Regions from separate parts of the Mus musculus genome. Here region 2 is linked to region 1. A link is a contact called in public Hi-C data. All regions are on one chromosome and are shown on one strand. The core of a region is the stretch at or near the end of the contact, and the rest is flanking DNA. Distances in the headings are between cores, read along the strand shown. Region 1 has its middle 64 kb from the start of Gm33919. Region 2 has its middle 6.1 kb from the start of Gm40726.

What was found. Hi-C and Micro-C count contacts between places; a contact is called where the count stands out from the background.
Region 2: a contact with region 1 is called in a Hi-C map of uterus, with 2.1 times the contacts expected there. The contact joins two enhancer-like sites. A contact is called at or near these places in 1 of 484 Hi-C or Micro-C datasets (uterus) and 2 of 115 datasets of contacts at active chromatin or transcription factors (extraembryonic endoderm stem cells and heart atrium).

Annotation. Positions count from the first base shown.
Region 1 is chr10:83,859,065-83,865,913 of GRCm38.p6, forward strand. No RefSeq gene overlaps it. Among named protein-coding and RNA genes, the nearest start is that of Gm33919, 64 kb to the right of the region's middle. Within about 2 kb of position 2,712, at least 30 of the 459 cell types and tissues checked have an H3K27ac peak or open chromatin away from gene starts, as enhancers often do. A contact at or near this core is called in uterus, where this site is marked.
Region 2 is chr10:84,018,935-84,025,783 of GRCm38.p6, forward strand. No RefSeq gene overlaps it. Among named protein-coding and RNA genes, the nearest start is that of Gm40726, 6.1 kb to the right of the region's middle. Within about 2 kb of position 2,492, at least 21 of the 459 cell types and tissues checked have an H3K27ac peak or open chromatin away from gene starts, as enhancers often do. A contact at or near this core is called in uterus, where this site is marked.

The DNA.
Region 1 (6,849 bases), core at 1,462-3,961:
GGGTTACAGCTTATAAACGGAGCTAAGAATTTTTCCTTTCATAAAGTAGGAACTACCCCGTGGAAAGCAAACAAAATCCTGCCAGAATCTTTAAGTTCTCAGCAATGGGCTCAACTAAGCTGCCATGAATCTAAACATCAGTGCTCCAGGCTGAAACTCTCTTGACCCAAAAGGTCTTTCTGTCTTTATATATATATATATATATATATATATATATATACATATATATATATATGTGTATATATATATATGTGTGTATATATATATATATATATATGTATATATATATATATATACATATATATATATATATATATATATATATATATATAGAGAGAGAGAGAGAGAGAGAAGGTAGCTATAATCTCCACGCACAAACAAGTTGAAACCTTCCTAACAGGCGCCCCAAAATGTAGCCAAGGGAGTCCACAGGATGAGAGATTGTGAGCTGTGGGCTGGTTCTTGATAACATGGAGACAGGGTTTTCATCCACAATACCCGTCCTTCTTCTAGGTCTCTTAGTAGGTTAGGCCCTTTCCTCACCCTGCCCACCACACAGAAGCCCCAAATTGTCCCTTGATTCCAAGCACACTGAGATGTCTGACTTTCTTTCCTCTCATTCAGGACCTCTCTGACCCTCGTCCCTCCCCTGAAATGAGAACTTCCTTTCTCTGCTTCCACAGGGCGGGCTCCTGGAAGCCAGCTAATCTGCTAATCTGCTAATGGGGATGAATGTGCTTTTCCCAACCCAGAATAACACAGTTGTTAGTTTCTTTTTACTCAGACACAGACAGGCAGGGAGGTTGTAGAAACAGGGCCAAACCTAGCAGATAGCATCAGGTCCCGTGATTCAGGCTTCTTGTTATTGTTTTTGTGTTACAAGAAGCACAGTCAGCCAACCAACAAAATAAAACAGAACCTGTTTTGAAAGTTCAGATCCAATTTGCGGTTCCTTGTAGGTCTGAGGGGATTTCCCCCTGGTTGGATTGTTACACAACCAGACCTTTCCTACCTTGATCACCATACACCAAAGTTTTGTTTGAGAGATGGTTTTATTTATCCAAAGTTAAAAATACTGCTTTCCCCCAGCCCATAGCTATGTAGACAAGATGCCTATTTCTTCCCATTGACAGTGTATAATGGAGGACAAGGCTCCTGGCTCCCCCAAATTCTCTTGCACCCTTTCGTCACCATTCTGTCTAGGTCTAGGTCTGTCTGCGGAAGGGATGCTCCTGCATCGCAGCTGGCTCTGGTTGGGGCTTTCACCCTTGCCCCCCCTCCCCCAGCTTCTCTTCAAACGGAGATGAATCTGGATGCTTCGTTTTCCTAGATCAATGGAAGCCTTTCCTTCTTCCTCCTCTCTTCATCTGTGAGTCTCCCTGCCCTTGTGGGTGGTTGGTAGATATTGGTCCACCCAGGCAAAGGGAGCAGAGGTGAGAGATGGGGGTGGGGGTGGGGCTGAGAGGTGAGGGGAAGGGTGGGGGTGGGGAGGGGATGGGGTAGGGTAGGGGTGGGAAGAAGAAGGGGTAGGTTCAGAAACTGTGAGTCCGAATGGTGAATAAGGAGCACTGGGATCTTCGGGGAGGCAGATCAACTTTACTTGGCTTATATAATTTGGGGGATGGGGAGGGGCTAGAAATATCCAGGATGGGCAAAGGTCATTGGCTGAAGGCTTAGGGTACCACAATGCTACGTTAGCATGGGGAAGCATTTCAGGAGTCTCAGGTGCTAGCCGAAAGAATGGATTCATATCAGGAGAAAGGAAGTTGAACCTGTAATCTTAACCAAGGGTATGTGACATTCTACAGGTAGAAGTGTGGGTTTTTTTTGAACTCTCTAGAGAAGATCAGAAAAGGAGAAGATCTCCCAGTGAAGGGAGTCCTCCATATTGCACTGACCCCCAAGAGGCTATCTGGACAATGGTAGACTTCAACATTAATTAGCAGAGTTTTCCCACATCACCCTCTTCTGAGACACAGGATGCTCCAGACTAAGAGGAATATCTCACTTCCTCAGTGACTGAAAGGAAGAGCTGAAGAGCCCAGCCTAAGACAGAGCTCCATCTATGCTCAGCCCTCCTTCTGGTAGCCTTGGTATTGACGGCCATGAAATAGGAAAATTCCTCCTCTGCTTAATGGGGAGTCTTGACCAAGGTGGCAAACTCTCTGGAAGTCTTCTTTCTAGATCCATGACAGACATCATTGATTGACTGCAGACATCATCAATGTAATTTCCCCCTTATCCCTGAGGAGGGCTGCATGGCAGCAGACATGATAGAACTTTTGGAGTTAACATCAGAGAGCAAACACCCCTGTCATTTTGTTCCAGCAATGCCTCTTTCTCCATGCAGGGCTGTAGTGATGTAGAGTTGGGGATGTTCGTAGTATCCCACAGCTAATGAGGCATGGAATTAAGGGCACAGTGGAAGCAACATTATGTTTTCTTAACCATCAGGTGCTCTGAGCTTTAAGGGAAAAAAACCTGGCTTGTTTCTTCTGGGCACAAGTGAGTCATGTCTGTTTCTCTGCAGAGTAGGAAAGAGTGTAAAAAACCAACTGCCCTTGAGGTGGCTGCTGCCATGATTCTAGTAGGTGGAGTGAAGCCATGCATCATGGTGACTCAGGCTGCCAGCCAGTCTTGATGGAGGAGGTCTTGGAGCCAGAGGCAGGGGACTGGCTGACTGAGCTGAGGGCATACGCTTCCTTGGCAGCCTTGGCAGCCCAGGGTTGATCCTCAGGAGACCACTGAGTCTCCATGTCTGCCGCTGGTATTTAGACACTGTTGGAATGTCCTGGCAGAACTGTTTGTCCAAATCCATTCAAAATTGATTTTTTTTGTTTGTGTCTTTGATGGGGGAATTTTGGCTGGGGTCCCTGCAGCCCCCCAGATCAGTCGGGCATTCTTGTCTCCCTCGCTTAACTTATTCAATGTCTTTGTGGGAATCTGGACCTTTGTGTTTTTTCTTAAACCAGTTCAAATGATCCAGAGCTGTAGGGAGGTGGATCTTGCACTGCTGCCTGAAGTGCCAGATGCTTTTGTTTAATGTGGCAGTCTCTCAGCAGGGTCAACACGGCACAGCCTCAGCCTAGAAACACTGGCTTCACAGCCAGCATCTCCCAGCCTTGATAGAATGTCAGGAAACTGGTAAGAATGTCCTGGCCAGTGCATAAAAAAGGGGAGTAAGCTGGAAAGGGGAAAGAGATTATAATTGACATACCTCTCTTTGTTGGATTTGTTTTTATTTTAATTAATTAATTAATTAATTAATTAAGTTTTATTGTGACAGAGTCTCCTCATTGCCCAGGCTGGTCTGAAATGTGCTATGTTCCCAGGTTGAACTCAGGATTCTCCTATGAGCGCTACCATGCCCAGCTTCTCTTGCAGCACCTCCTGTGAGCTTACCACCTCTATTCCAAGCATCTTCCTCTAGGATGGTGACCTTCAGGGCTGCTCCATAGTCAGCAGGGAGCACAGCACCTACACATGCTACATGCTCTGTTAGCTTAGGTGTTGGGGATGGGGAGAAGACTGCATCCTAGAGGTAGGCATAAGAGGTAAGCAGCAAGCTTAGTAAAATGAAGACTGTAGTTATAATACGCAGGCATTGCTCAGAGAAATGGAAATAATTTTCGCTGTGGGCTCCACAGAGTTAGTCTCTGTCTGTCTGTCTGTCTTTCTGTCTGCTCTCTCTCTCTCTCTCTCTCTCTCTCTCTCTCTGTGTGTGTGTGTGTGTGTGTATGTGTGTGTATACACTGGACACGTATGCTATGGTGTGCATATGGAGGTCAGAGGACAGCCCATCTTAGGTCTTCAGGCTAAGCCACAAATGTCTTTATCCATTGAACTATTTTTTCTAGATCCCTACCTGAATGTTTGAGACAGCATCTCTCTCTTGGACCTGGATGACTGCGTTGATCACAGTGGACTGGTTGGCCATGGCCACAAGCCACAAACTGCTTCTCACCAGTGCCTTTCCAGCTCTGAGATTAGAGACACGCATTGCTGCAGCTCCCTTTTTACCTGAGTTCTGGGGATCAGAACTCACGCTTGTGCCCTAAGCATTTTACTGACCCCTTAACTGAGCACACTCTTACATGAAGTAAGTTCATTCCTCTTGCCTCCACACATATACCATCATAGAGCCAGGATAAAAGCACTATCACAGTTTTCTTCAACAATGAGTGACCAAGACCCTCCATGTGTCCTTCTGCCTCCAGCATGGCTTTGAACCTCTTAGGACTTGATGACACACTTTCTTCCCTTTCCTTGTCTATGATGTGCGGGCTTGATGCATGACTTGGATGGCATGCTTGGGTCCAGGGCCTGGGGATTCTCTTCAGTCTGAGAAGAACCTAAGACTTGGGATTTAGGACACGACATTGTATATCTGTCAACACTGTAATTTTAGAACATATTACAAATCCCAAAGAGAGTCCGTCTCCACTCTGGTTCTCTTTATCCCTCTTCCTAGGCAACCACAGAATCAATGTCTCTGGTTGGAGTGATCTTTTTGTGCATCAAATAATGGCTCCATCATATCTTGCAAACACTCTCTCCAATGCTCTCTGATGGCTCAATAAGAAGCTGATGGCCTCTGGCAAAGGAGAAGAGTACAAGTAGGACTTCCAGCAGAGATAGGAACTTTGGGAAAGAGGGACGGGAGGATTCCTCAGCCAGACACAGAGGAAGCTGGACATATAAAACTGAGGGGATGTAGCGAGCCACATGGCAAAGCATAGATTCATATAAATGGGTTAATTTAAGTTATAAGAACTAATGGGAACAAATAAGCTAAGGTCTGAGCTATTATAAATAAATATAACTCTCCATGTCATTATTCAGGAGCTGATAGTCCAAAGAAATAACATTATAGTCTCTGTAGGGTTACCTTTCTGTAGGTTGCTCATGGAGTGCACTCAGATGGTAGTGGGTATCTGGCATCTTGGCTCTGTCCACTTAGTGCGATGCTTCAGCAGCTATCTGTGTTGTAGCATGGTTTGAGAAAACATGAGTATGTGTGTGGTTATGTGCATGTGAGTGCAGGTGCTCAGGGAGGCCAGAAGAGGGCGTCAAATCCCTTGGAGCAGAAGTTACAAGGCTGTTGTAAACCTCTTCAGATGGGTGCTGGGAACTGAACTTGGGTCCTTTGCAAGAGCAGTATGCACTCTTAACCTGTGAGCAGTTTTCTCCAGTCTAGGAATTTCCTTCGTGACACAAACTAGACATAGCTGGGAAGAGGAACTGTCAGCTGGGGAGTCTCCTCCATCAGTTTAGCCTGTGGACATTTCTGTGGGGTGTTTCTTGATAAGTGGGAGCAGCCTAGGCCACCAAGGGTGGTGCCACCCATGGGCACGGGGTACTGGATTGTATCAGAAAGGGAGCCGAGCAAGCCCTGAAGAGCAAATCAGTAAGCTGTATCCTTCAGTGGCTTCTGCTTCATTTCTTGCTTCTAGGTTCTTGTCTTGACTTCCCTTAGATGATTGACAGTGTCCTATAAGTCAAGGAAACCCTCCCCTCCTCCAGGTGCTTTAGTCATTGTTTTATCACAGCCATGGAGAAGCAAACCAGGACTTTTGTTATGATGGAAGGATGTGTTTCTTTGTATAATTGGCATGCCTTATTCATTCCTTCATTCACTGAAGGGCGTTTGAGTTGTTTCTGCTTTGGGGCTCTTAGGCACAGTGCTACTCTGATCTCTTGCCAGCTTGTCTTTGAGGACGTGGTTTCATTTTGCTTGGGTGTGTACGCAGGAGTGACACTGCTGGGTCAGTCTGAGGAGCCGCCGGACTGTTTCCAAAGCTGCTACAGCTCTGCGCATAGCTACCAGGGGCATCAAATGCCTCCAGTTTCTCCAGGGTCTTGCTGCCCCTCCCTGTTGCCTTTTGGATCGCTCTATCGCAGAAGTTGTAAAGGGTATCTTATGGTGTTGGTTTGCATTTCCCTAGTGAACAGTGACATTGAGCATCTCTTCGTGTGTTGATTGACAGGTCACTTGTATATCTCCTTGTGGTGCCATGGGTCAATACCAGGGATTTCAAGGTTATTAGTGCAGCCTAAGTGCTGGACTATGGTGACTTAACCAGTGGCCCTGACTGGTACAGAGAGAGCAGTGGCAGAAGAGCCTGTCTGGGAGTCACATGCCCTGAATAAAGCAAGTGATTTTCATCCAGCAATGACACACAGAATCACACAGAATCACTGATCCTTAAGGAGATGGAAGTCAAGATGTCGCCCCAAGTCCTTCCCCCTCACCTGTCTTTTTGTTTGCTGTATCACAAGCATTCTACAGCCAGGCTTGGTGGTGCCAGCATTTGCAAGGCAGAGGTAGGAGAGCTCTGTGAGTTCAAGGCTAGCCTGGTCTACAGAGGAAGTTCCAAGACAGCCAGAGCTATATAGTGAGACCCTGCCTCAAACTCACCAACAAGCAAAACCTAGGGAAAAAAAGCCTTCTAATTCCTTACTGTTGTTTGCTAATCTTTTCCTCTTTCTGTGGGTTACCCTTTCACATTCTCAACTCCACTCTGCAGTTGGCATTTCTAGGCTTTGGCACATCACCCAGCCCCTGGAACCATCATTGGTCAGGTGTCATTCATGCATTATCCTTTTTGATCTCCATAGAAGGACAGTGGCATATATTCTTGGTCCTACTTTCAGGCGTGAAGCTGGAGCTCGAAATTACAACAATGTCTTGTGGCCACAGAGGAAGAAGAGAACAGGAGATTTAAACCCACATCCTGTGATTCTAAAATCCACACTCTCTTTTCTATAGCTAGTAGGTCTCTTTCTAGCACAATGAGCTGACAGTCAGTCTATCACATTTATAAAAATAAAATATTATAAAAGAGACAT
Region 2 (6,849 bases), core at 1,242-3,741, 160 kb after region 1:
GTAACCACAAATCGCTCTGTACCGTGGCTCAATAGCAGTCAACTCGTGTTTCATTCTATCCTTTGCCAAAGATAGGAACAATCAATGTCCTGAGCCCAAGGCAGTCAAAAGTCTACGTACATTTCACTTTCCCAACGCAGAAACTTGTAAGACCCACCTCGTTTTCCTGGTTAGGACCATCAGTGCTTGTGTGAGTCTAGGAACAGAAAGATGCCTCATATCACTGAGATACTTAAAAGATGACTGGTCCCAGGGAAGTGGAGGAGTAGGAGGGTTGGGGTGGGTAGGAGGAAGTAGAAGTGGAGCAGGGAGAGTAGAAGGGATTAGGGGAGGGGAGAAGGGACTAGGGGGAGGGGAGAAGGGACTAGGGGGAGGGGAGAAGGGGCCAGGGGGAGGGGAAAGGCTAGGGGAGGAGTCTCAGACTTCTTCATTTAAGACTTAAGTATGGGGGCAGCTTTTTGATTAACTTCATCTCCGTGTCTCACATCGTCTCTCTCTGCAACTACTTTTAGGAGCTTCTGAAATTAATTATAACCATGTATTTACTGAGGCAGGCACCTACTGTCTCTAAGAGGCAAAGGAGGTAACCTGAGCAAGATTTCCCAACCAGGAAGCAGTGAGTCCGCGAGACTTAGAGGATGCTCCGCTTACAGCCCGAGTTGGCGCCCTCTGGAGGACAATTAATTCCAACTGTTCCTCTTTGCTTCGCAGGCCTGAGTGTCCAGGTAGCGTTCTTCACTTCAGAAGCCTCATTGCTCCCTCATCAATGTGTGCTCTTTCAGGGATGCACAAATATAGAAAGAACAGATGAAGTTAACTCAGGCTGGGTCTTTGTATTGGTAGTACGTGGAGCTGCTTCCGTGGGAAAAACCGGCAAAGCACCAGGAACCTCCTATTCTTAAGCCGTTCTCTCACCACAGGGTCTGAAGTTGCCCTGCTGGCTTATGGAGTGAAATGCTGTGTTAAAACACAAGTCACCAATCTTGGGGGCTGTGGGAAAATAATGATGGCTCCTCAAAGTTGCACATATTTCAACTCGAAAACTGAAAGTACAGGTTCTTGCATTCTGGTAACAATAGATGGACAGAGAGTGGTGGCCAGAATTCCACATTCTAACAGTTGCTTTAGGAGGTTATTCTGATGCTAATGTCCCCTACACGCCATTTGGAGGAACCCTGTATTAATGAGAACTTCAATTTCAGTAGGGGAGACTCTCATCCTGGATGTCAGCTCAGTCTACAGCGGCAGAGAGTTCATGAAGGGCTGTAGTGACTCAGACTTGACCTTGACCTCTGTCCATTTCAGAGCTGTGTTCCTAGCTCAGGGCAGTGTAACTCAGGAAGTCCGCCTGCAGACGTGCCTTGAGGGTGGCAAAAACTTTTCCCTGACACTATATCTCAGTGTTATGGGCTCACTGAAGATCAGGTAGAAAGAGAAAAGTCGTACTTAGTGTTCTAACAGCATTGCATTTTAAGCCATTGTTAGATCCTTCCAAGGTCTTGTGTAATACACCACGGCGTCACATGGGGGCGCTGCAACGAGTCAACAAGAGCAAACTTCTCAGCAGATGTGGAAGCAGGGCGTGTTCAGGAAAAGCTCTTGTTTTTAGTTTCATGGAGCTTCCAGTTGTGTGTGCACTGCAGTTCATGCTCAGTATACATGTATCTGTGCATGCACATACATTTCTGCATGCCTGTACTTATGTACATTGCACATATGGGAGCTGAGCGGGCAGGGCAGTAGGCAGGAGCAAAAGTCGATCGGAGACCGAAAGGGAAGAAGTTTACAATAGCCCCCCTCAGACCAGAGGTCACCTTCTTGATGATTTTTAAAGACAGTTTTCTGCGTTGTCTCCTGCCGGTTTTCAGTCTCCGAGACAGGAGAGGCCTGTCGGAGAGCATCCCTTGGCTCCATGATACCGGAGAGTGGCTTGGCAGTGTGACACATCTCTCCAGCTTTGCTTTGCAGAGTTCATTTGATCTGACCTTAAGGAACCCGGGCCTCACCATCTTCCTTCACAGACTGATGATGGTTCAGGCACCCCTCTCCACAGCTGCCCTGTGAGGTCCAGACCCTAGAAAAAGCAACCCCAGTTGCATGTCAGTCACAAAAACGGGGATCAAAAGAATCAATGGGCATGTGTGTGTGTGTGGGGGCTTGGTTGTCTAAGGATTAGATGGGAGCTGCAAGAAGCCTGATTTTAGCTTCTGCTAGCTAGTTGAATCATACTGGGAATTAGGTTTGTTTTCCCCCTCCCCAGCCTTCTCTCTTCTCACCTCTTTTCAGGGTAAACGGTTAATGGGCTGTTGGGCCATTTCGAGTCCCTCCTTGTGGGTGCATGACAGGAAACATACCTTTGCCCCCATTCACACACAAAAGTCTACTTGGAAGGCTGAAGGGCTTAGGCGAAGCCCTTATGACATCGGGTGAGTGATGAGGGGAGTTGTCCCTGCGGCAAGGGCAGTGATGTCATTAGGAAGGCATTCAGACCTCTGGGCCTAGGGGCCACACTGTGGGATCAGATGACTTGCTCTGAAATGGTTCAATTTACAGTGCTCAGGTATCTAGCTTGTGATGTTTCACTGGCAGTGCAAATGCAGACCCAAGCTGCCCCAGGTGTCTCTCTGACCTCACCCCTTCACACACCTACATGCGCACACACACACATACACACATGCATGTGCCCATGCATAGACCCTTTTAACCTAAGGCCCTGGATCATAACAACAGAAAGAATGAGTCCAAGGCCATGGGCTGGCATCTTAGAGCTGGTCCTGAAACCTGTTTAAGGACACTGTGCTATGAAGAGTTCGCTCCACAGTGGGAAGTTCAGCTGGATCGGCTGGGCTAGCGGTACTGATGAGAGACTTTTCTCAAGCCTGTGGAAGATTCAGTTGGGACGCTGTAGCAGGGTAGTTTCAAGCTTGGATGTGTAGCCCTCAAGAGAGTCTTTTTCCAGCCTCCTGAGAGTTAACTCAGACGCATGCTCCTGGGGGGAGACAGAACAGATGTGTGTGTGTGTGTGTGTGTGTGTGTGCTTGTGCACGTGCATGCACACACAGGCACAAATGCAGGAGTACAGGTACACATGAACCATGACCCCTGTGTGGAGGCTAAAAGTACAACTTCAAGTCTTAGGCTTTGCCTTTCACCTTGTTTGAAACAGGGTCTCTAGATTCACCTCCTACTCTCCTGTAGAAGAACTAGGATTACAGAACAGTAGTTCTCAACCTGTGGGTCACACGACCCCTTTGGAGGGGTCGAATGCCCTCTTTGTGGAGGTCATTGGGAAACACAGATATTTACATTACGATTCATAACAGTAACAAAATCACTAACATCACAAAAATCGTAACAGTAGCAAAAGTTATAAAGCAGCAACAAAAATAATTTCATGGTTGTGGGATCAGCACAACATGAGGAAATAACTGTATGGTAGGATGCCAGCATTAGGAAGGTTGAGAGCTACTAGCTAACTATAGACTTTCACATTATGTATCTGGCTTTTATTTGGGTTCTGGGGATTTGAACCCAGGTCCTTGTGCTTGTGTGCTAATCACTTTTATCCACTGAGCCATCTCTCCAGCCCTAAGGCTTAACTTCATTCTTCTTCCTCCTCGTCCTCCCTCCCTCCCTCCCTCCCTCCCTCCCTCCCTCCCTCCCTCCCTCCCTCCCACATCTCTCTTTTCTTTTCCCTTTCATGCCCTCATCTCTTCCTGATCAGTCCTCTTTGTCCTTCATGTTAAAGTGTGACTCTAGCTTTCATCCTCCGCCCACATGCAAGTGAAAGGGTGAAATGGATTCCCCAGCAATCTTGTATTTGGTCTTTCCTCATGGTGATGGGCTCTTCCTTATGGAGTGGACTTGTCTTCTGTATTTTACTTTTGAAAAAAAATAAACAAAACCAAGACTATGGTCAGTGTGGAAAACTGTAACAACAGGCTCTTTACAAGGCAAAGAGATGTCTCTCTGTCCTCTTAACTTAGGATGGAAGATCTCTTCATAACGCTCTGAGTACAGACTCCTCTGAGAGCCGTCAAGGCTCATTTCACACCGAGGTAGAAAACATGCATGCTCCGAGATGACAGTCTCACGTGAGGGATTTATGTCTTGTATTTTGTGTGATGCACCCAACAGTATAAATAATCACACAAGAAAGCTCTCTGCTCGGCAGAGCTGGCAGACAAGAACACTGATTATTTATGTACAGGCAAGAGAGGGAGGAAAGAATTCTAACCTTGGAGTTCTCTGTCTATTAACTATTTGGGAACTTTTCTCAACACTAGATGCATGTGCGTCTTTGTTTTGCACTTGTTTAATATCTATATTTTCCTTCAAAGGTCAAAAGAGTAGAAGAGAGACTTGAATTTTCTGACATCCAGATTCACTTCTGACTTAATACAGTGAGTTTAAGAGTGTGTTCGAGTCTCCAGGAAGTGTATTTAAGATGTGGGTTCTTAAGAGTCTTCCCCATAGAGTGTTTGATTCTGTATAGAGTATCGGGCACAAAACTGTATTTTAACTGGCACTCTATCATGGTCCAGACACTTCTAGTCTGGAAAGTGCACACTCTAGTGTTTTCCATATTCGGTTTTGTACAGTTTTTACTTTTAATTTTGAGAGTCAGGAAGCACACAGGCTCATGAGTACTGTTATCCTGGGTGGCTCTGTAGCGTTTTATGTATTTCAAGGCACACAACCTCCTCCCGCTCCGTCCCCCTCACTCAAAGGTGCAGCCCTGGCTCCGCAGGACTGCCCACAAGCTCAGTGGTCTATCTGCCCTACACAGTCCTCAACTACCTTACTGCACAGCCTCAGCCAACTTCTCTCATCTTTTAAGAGAGCCTGTATGGAGCTGCTCGCTGTATCCCCCAGTTTAAAGGAAACTAGGGTGAGGGAGGCACTCTGACATTTGTCCTTTCTCTTGTCACCTCCCACATCCTGGTTCACATGGCCAGCTTTCCTCCATGTCTCCACCTGTCTGACTTCTACTCAGCATGCGGTGCTTGGCTCTGGTCTCCCTGGGAAGCTCGCCCTTGCCATTCTAAGTTCGGAATGGTCTTTGGGGACTCTTTCCTTCTCTGGAGCACGTCTGAACTAGTCTTGGACTGACTCAGAGAATCATTTTTGCCTTGGCTTGCCCCCTCCATTCTTCACCTCTCCTACTTTGGATAAAATGGGTCGAGACAGGCTCCTACCTTCCCCTTCCCATGTCTTCTCCTTTCGCCCGCAGCAGAGCGTTAGTTATTTGTCTTGTTTCTGCTACAACAGCCTATCTGAAGGGTCAGTGTAAGCAAAGAGCAGTTTGTTTTTGGCTCAAAGTTCCCAACGATACTATCGGTAAGATACAGCGTCAGGAGCAGGAGGTGACTGGTGCATCCGTGCTCAGGAATCAGAGGGCGCCGAATGCTCCTGCTTGGCTCAGTTTCTCCTTTTTATTTAGTCCAGGATTTCAGCACATGCAGTAGGGCCACTCACACGTAGAATGGTATTCCCCCATCACTTTACCAGACTCTCAGAAATCTCTCACACACACATCCTGTACACTCCACCTGGATGGAAGCCAAGAAACATCACAAGCAGATAGCACAAATGATTTCTAAGCCCAGGACAGGGGGTGAAGGTACTGTAACTCAAACTGATTCTGCCTAGGCTTTGCTTGCCTTTTCTCTTGCATCTCTTCCCTCCCTGCCTTCACAGTCTGTGTCAAGATGGGCATTATCTTTCTCAATTGTAAGTCAAAACAAACATTTCCCCTTAAGTTGATTTTGTCCAAGTTTTTTGTTGTTGTTGTTAATCGCAACAACAGATATAACCAACGCTATAGGAGTATAAAACAGATACTCAAACATTTACTGATGATAAATCCTAATGAATTTATTTTAAAACAATTCTTTTGTATGATTTTATAACACAATACTTTCATAATTTATTACAAGCTAAGACAATTTGGCACACCAGCGCGGTGGATGAGCTTGTTTTTTTTTTTTTTGCGCAAGGAATTAAATCTTAGCTGAATCTGTGACACTGCAGGGCAGAGGCCAGAGCTTTCCCCAGAGCTCATTGATGTTTGGATTTTATAATCGTTGGTGCTGAGAAAATTGCTTTGTGCAAATATGTGACACAAAAGGAAGGCAGAAGTATGTTTAGGGATATTTCAGAAACTGTTGGAAATGCCATTCCGATGCCAAGCCGAAATTCATTCAACGGTTCAAAGGAACAAAAGAAACGAAACCCAAGGCAGCAATTCAAAGAGCAAGGCTTAAAAGGAAACATTTTATTTTCTTCTACGGAGCCAGGGCACTGAGGTTCTGAGCGTTTGCTGCTCTTCCAAGAGCCCCAAGTTTGACTTCCAGAGCTCACAGGGAAGTTCACAGCCATTGGCAACTCCAGTTCCAGGGGAACGTATGCCCTCTTCCAGCCCTCAGGTACCAGGCATGCATGTAGTACACAGACACACATGTAGTTATACAACACCCCATTAGTTAATTAATTACATTAATTAAACATTATAATTTTATCCAATCCAAAGATAGACACCAATTTGATATTTACATATTGAGGAACAACAACCATGGGGAAATACTAAATCTTTGTTTTTTTGTAATTTAATGGTTCTGACTATTTAAGTGTTAGACAGTGTAGCATGCAGTAAAACCCTACCATTCATAATATACAACAATCTGACATGTGTGTAAGGTATTTCTGGCAGTGTTCACTGGCATTGCATATGATACATTGCATGGTATGGCAGCATGTGCTTGGAAAATGAGCGTGTTGTATGTTCAGAACCAAGGCGACAGTGAAGCTGCAGGATAAAACACAGGTAAGTGCTGCCAGAGACATCTC